2 separate regions of the Sus scrofa genome follow, and region 1 is linked to region 2. Evidence: chromatin contacts called from public Hi-C data. All regions are on one chromosome and are shown on one strand. Each heading gives the region's core, a stretch centred on a gene start, on an enhancer-like site or on the middle of the called end of the contact. The rest is flanking DNA. Distances are from core to core; before and after follow the strand shown. Region 1 has its middle 32 kb from the start of ERMARD. Region 2 holds the start of DLL1 (delta-like protein 1).

Region 1 (2,700 bases), core at 198-2,697, 310 kb after region 2:
ATCTGTGACCTATACCACAGCTCACGACAACACTGGATCCTTAACCCGCTGAGCAAGGCCAGGGATCGAACCCGCAACCTCATGGTTCCTAGTCGGATTCGTTAACTACTGAGCCACGACAGGAACTCCAGGCATGTCCTTTTATTATGTAACTTTCATCCAGGCCAGGGAAATTGGAATCATCAACTGCTATAGGGAAGAAAAAGCAAGAAGTGAGCGGAAATCCAAGAACCTAGGCCCCTCTGGGGCACTGACGCCAATGCTCGGTCGCGTGAAGGGTGGGCCCGGGAAATTTCCTCCCCTCTCGCCACCTCGTGTCCTCCAGCGGGAGGGGCAGTCAGGGCCTCTGGAGGCTGGAGGACACTCACTCAGGGGCTGCGGCTGCCAGCGGCGGCCCATGCCGAGCGGTAGGAAGGCTCAAGGAAGGGCTTGCAGAGGACTCAGGTGAGCCGGCTGCAGTCAGACCCCCGCCTTCCCAGGACGCTGGGAAGTCTCACCACGGTGTGGCTGGGGGGATCCATCTGGAGACAAGCAGCCGGCAGAGCCTTCCGGGAGACAGAAACAGCCCACTCGGGCCCCACACGAGAGCCATCCCCGCAGGGAGAGGACCAGCCAGGCCCTGCCTCCCTCCTTCCGTGGCCTTCTCACCCTGCGGCGCCGTCCTACCCAGGGGTCGCGGGGACCTGAGCACCCAGGTACTTTGAAAACCGTGGGCCTGTGCCTGCCGGCTTCCAATGGAAGCTGTGGTGCGGGGTTCAGCATTATGACTGGCTTCTTTGAACTTAAAATACTCTTATTTTAAAGGAATTGAGCGACGAGTCAAAACCACTCCCTGCATCATCCAGGATATTCTTTGGAAAACCTCAACACTTGATCTTAGATCGATTGTAAATGGTTCAAGTTCACTTGGGAGCCACACTAGCCAAGGCACCCAGGGGCCCAGACGCTGGACTACAGGTTAACACTTAGGGCTGGGTAGCAAGCCCGGGATCCAGTTTTGCTATTTAGAGTAGCTGGGGGGAAGCCCGCCACGCCCCGGCGGGAGGCCCCGCACGCCCTCTGGGTGACACAGTGCGGGCTGAGGACACTGTCCTGCGCCGCTGATAAAGGTGGGCTGTTAGAAGCCGGTGCACCTGAAAGTTCTGCGCGGATCCGGCCACATTCTTTCAACAGCCCCTGCCTCTGCGGTTCGCTGTCTGGGCCCCGCAGGCCCGTCCCGCACCGGCGGCACCCAGATGATGCCGGTCGTGGCCCAGACCCGGCCTCCCGCGCCGCTGCGACGCGCGGCCCGGACCTCACAGCATGCGAGCCCCCTGAGCCCTCTCGCGCCCAGGCCCGGCCCGCGCGAAGCCCCCGCCCCGGCCCCGGCGGGCAGGCGGGAGGAAGGGGCAGGTACCGCCTGGATTCCCGGGAGGCTTCCGCTCGGGGCTGCGGGCCTTGCCTTGCTCAAGAGCGCCGCCCCGCGTCCCGCGGAGGGACCGCAGACGCCGGGGCGGGCAGCCCGTACACCGACGGCTCGAGAGCACCCGGATCCGAGAAACCCAAGGTTTACTCCTAAGAGCAGCTTCCTAACCGACTTACTGAAAAGGCAAACAAGGCGGGTGCCACCGCGGGACGGGGCACCTCCACGGACCCTCGCAGATGCCCACGTAGAGGAGGGCCTGGGGACACGCAGGACGCGGCTCACAGCCACACGAGGCTCCGCTCCATCCCAAGGTCGCTGCTCAGTTGAACCAGAGCCACTCTCGGCCCCACGTGCAGGCGAGGACTGGGCGGTGGCAGCTGCCCCCTCACCTCCTCCCCTGAAAACCCTACACCTGAGAGCACGGGTTGGGGGCCGCGGGCTTAGGTCAGGGACAAAGTTGTCTGCAAACGCCCAGCTTGATTTCCACGTGGAGGAAACCCAATTCCCCCCCTAGAAACAGAAGGGCCTGGTGATACTGATGCCACCGGCCCGGGACCTCGGGTACCCCCTGACCCCACACCCTGTAGTCCACCAACCCACTCGGGGAGGCAACGTGATTCCCAGCCCCTCACAGATCAGAAAGCTCAGGTTGTGAGGAGTTAAGCAGCTTGTTCACAAAGTAAGTGACGTTCTTAACCTGGGTTTGGCCTCGGACCCGTGTCCCTCCCCAGGCGTGGCAAGAGCCGTCTCCCTCTCAGGCTGGCTCTTCAAGGCTCTGGCAAGCTGGCTGTTGCTTTTGGTGAAGAACAGATTTAGCTAATCTTCCCCTCTGCCCCTTCCTGCAGTAACTCCATCTGCAGGAGGTATTCGGCCAGCAGAGAAATGAAAAGCGGGCTGAGAAAAGCCTGAAGCAAGCTTGCAAATATCAGGCATTTTCTGGGCATCTTTCAGTTGCTCCAGCTCCCCACCCGTGACAGGGCCGATCAAGTCATAGTCCTTCCCAGAAGCCACGGCCCGCTCCATTGGTGACTCCCACTGGCAAGGGGTTGAGGCAGAGGCATGTGGCATCACCTGAGGAAAACAAGGACTTTCCACCCCACTGGATGGACGCAGGGAGGCACCTGCAAGCTGGCAGCAACAGGCTGGTCACCAGGAAACAAACTGGAGGAAGCCATGGGTGTGCCCAGCCAAGCACCAGCCAGGAGCAGTGTGGCCTTCCCAAGGGTCGCCAGGCAGGCCCAGCAAGGACAGCTCTGGCCACGGGTGTCCTGTGGCCGGTATTCCCAGCATGCAGG
Region 2 (2,700 bases), core at 1-2,500:
CCTGAATCTTGACAGGTATTCGGGAGCCTGCTGCCTAACTAGTGGAGGGATGGCCCTAGACTTCAACTGATTTTTAGATTTGCTGTCTACTGTGGTTTTACTTGGTATTTGAGAATTTTCCTTCTTCTTGTTCATTAGACGGTACACTGTGATCTGAACATCTGCTGCAATGACAGTCACATTTTGCCAGGACAGTGCACGTTCTCACCAGTAAGGTGGCTGTAGCACTCCTATAGCGAGGCTGTTGTGGCCCGGCGCCCTGGAGCTGTGCTGCCAACAAAGTGGAGTTTACTCCAGCGCTCACACCTTTCCTCCGGATGAAGCTGCCCTAGGTGTCGGGGAGGGGGAGGTCAAGGGAGGAGCAGATATGGGTGGGATAGAAGCCGCCCAGCACGAAGCTGGATGCCAGAGTAGGAGTCCATGGCCCACCTTAATTCTGCATCGCGGCCGCAAGCATGAGAGCAATTTAGATCCTCATTGTGTGAAACGTGTGTTCTCGGCCCTCCCAATAAACTCATTTCCCTTTAAAAAAAATGAAAACAAAAGTTCTAGTGTCTGATGGACGTGTAAAAACCTAATAAGGTGATGGTTGTGCAAAGGTTGCGGGTTGGGGGGGCAGGCTGGAGGGTCTTTAGAACATGTGCCGGACATTGTTGCAGAGGCCGCGGCGCGCGCGGAGGGGAGCTCTTTCTCTCTGCATTGTGCGGGGAGCAGGTGCGGTCTGCATTACCATACAGCTGAGCGCACAAAGAGCCACTGATTCAGCCTCGCACAATAACAGACTGCCTTAATGACAGCCACGCGAACGACACACACCAAACTCACTTTTTACCAAGCAGAGGGAGGCCGAGGGGGGAATACCCAGGAGAGAGGTCCTGGGGACCCCGGAAAGGTGGCGGCGGCCGAGAATCGAGCCCGGAAGGGTGTGTGTATTGGGGATGGAGGGGAGGCGGTAGTTTACTGCGTCAGGATCCCCCCGCAGTGGGGGACGCGCTACCCGGACCCCGCCCCCCAGCGGCTGCGGATTGGTGCGGGAACACCCCAGGCGCGAGGCAACAGGGTCCCCGGGGCGCCGCGCTCGCTTCTGCGTTCCCAGACGCGGAGTCGCGGTCCTCGTCCGGGAGACGTCTGGGTGTCAGACCTTCCCAAACTTCCCGAAACTGCCGCTGCGCTCTCGCCACCCTCTGCCCACTGCTCGGGCCCGCCCCCTCCCTCTTGTGCCCCGGTCCCCCGCCCCGGAGACTCCTCCTTAGGAAGAGGCTGCCCGGGAGAAGGGGCGGCCCACCGGGAACTGGGCCTCGGACTTCGCACCCGCCCCCCCAGGCCCCGGCCGCGGCCAGAGAGCGGGTCGGAGGCGGGCGCCGCGGCGACGGGAGAGTTCCCCAGGCCGGACGCGGCCTCACCCGCCGGGTTGCTCGCGGCGGGGCAGGGGCGCAGCGCCGCCCCCGCGCGTCCCCGGGCCTCTACGAGTCTGAGGCCGGGAGGAAGCGCCGAGGAGCCCGGGCGGCGGCACCAGCCTCGGGCGCAGAGGGGATTCTTGCGGTGAACATTTTGCAGGAATGTAAATGAGTGCGTTTCGTGGGATGGGGGGGCGGGGGCGGGGGCAGGGGAGGGCCGAGGGCGGGGAGGGTGGGGGCGGGGAGGAGGGTTGCACATTTTACAGCTCACTGACCATTTGGCGAGCCATTGAGAGGAGGGTTTGGAAAAGTGGCTCCTTTGTGACAGCTCTCGCCAGATTGGGGGGCTGCTCATTTGCATCTCATTAGCCATGCGGGCGGCCGGCTGGATATAAGGCGGCGGCGCGGGGTGAGCTCGAGCCCCTGCGCGCCCGCGGAGCCCCGGCCGGCGCCGCACCCGACGCGCAGCCTGGCGCGCAGCCTTCGCCGCGACCCGGTCCTAGACCCCGGGTGTTGACCTGGATGGCACTGGCTGGGTCCCTGGGAAAGACTCAGGTCCAGGGCGCTTCCCGGACCACGGCCGCCGAGTGAGCCAGCCGGGCCGCACCCGCGGGTGCTCGCCGGCCTCGGATTACCGCCTCGCGCGTGGGATTTCCAGAACGCAGCTCGCTAATCGGACTCGCGGGCAGCTCTGCAGCTCCTTGGGAATTGAGCTAAATATTTGGACGTTTCCTCTCCCCCTTTTCTTTTCTTTCTTTCTCTTTTCCTTTTTCTTTCTTTCTCCTTCTCTTTTTTTTTTTTTTTTTTTCCTGCGAAGAAGCTTAAGACAAAACCAGGAAGCAGACGACCCCTACCTACTGGTGGCTTGGAAGAAAGAGGGGAAAACCGAAAGTTGCTGCTCCAGGAGCAGTCTCTTCCAGGAGCCTTTTTCTCTCGTGCATCCCCGGAGCTGCCATCGTCTCCGCTGGGCGGATCTAAGGGACCTCGGCTTCCAAAGGAGCCGGAGACGGACCCTCGAGGAGAGAAGCCCGGATTTTACCAGCCGGAGGCAAAGCGGCCGCTCTCTCCCGCCCACGCTCCTGGGGGCACCTTCCTCCCCAAGCATTCCCTGCTGACTTAAGAAGAAGGGGACGCGAAGAGAGCGAGCGCGTCCAGCGGTGCACCATGGGCCGGCGGTGCGCCCTGGCCCTCGCCGTGCTTTCGGCCCTGCTGTGCCAGGTAAGTTGCCAGGTGAAGTCCCCAGGGCCGCGCTGTCCCGCAGGCTGCCCGCGGGGTGCCCCGGAGCCCTGTGCTGTCAGGTGGG

Evidence for each region. Hi-C and Micro-C count contacts between places; a contact is called where the count stands out from the background.
Region 1: a Hi-C map of retroperitoneal adipose tissue shows a contact between it and region 2, with 2.7 times the contacts expected there. The contact joins the enhancer-like site here to the promoter of DLL1 in region 2. A contact is called at or near these places in 4 of 5 promoter capture datasets (fetal liver, fetal skeletal muscle and liver), 20 of 47 Hi-C or Micro-C datasets (alveolar macrophages, brain, embryonic fibroblasts and 12 more) and 2 of 2 datasets of contacts at active chromatin or transcription factors (alveolar macrophages and skeletal muscle).

What each region holds. Positions count from the first base shown.
Region 1 is chr1:507,709-510,408 of Sscrofa11.1, forward strand. No RefSeq gene overlaps it. Among named protein-coding and RNA genes, the nearest start is that of ERMARD, 32 kb to the right of the region's middle. Within about 2 kb of position 1,448, at least 38 of the 83 cell types and tissues checked have an H3K27ac peak or open chromatin away from gene starts, as enhancers often do. A contact at or near this core is called in alveolar macrophages, fetal liver, omental adipose tissue and 3 more, where this site is marked.
Region 2 is chr1:197,565-200,264 of Sscrofa11.1, forward strand. It overlaps DLL1 (delta-like protein 1), which reads left to right and starts at 1,251. Exons shown (of 12, transcript XM_021085522.1): 1 at 1,251-1,569; 2 at 2,218-2,615. The coding sequence starts at 2,562.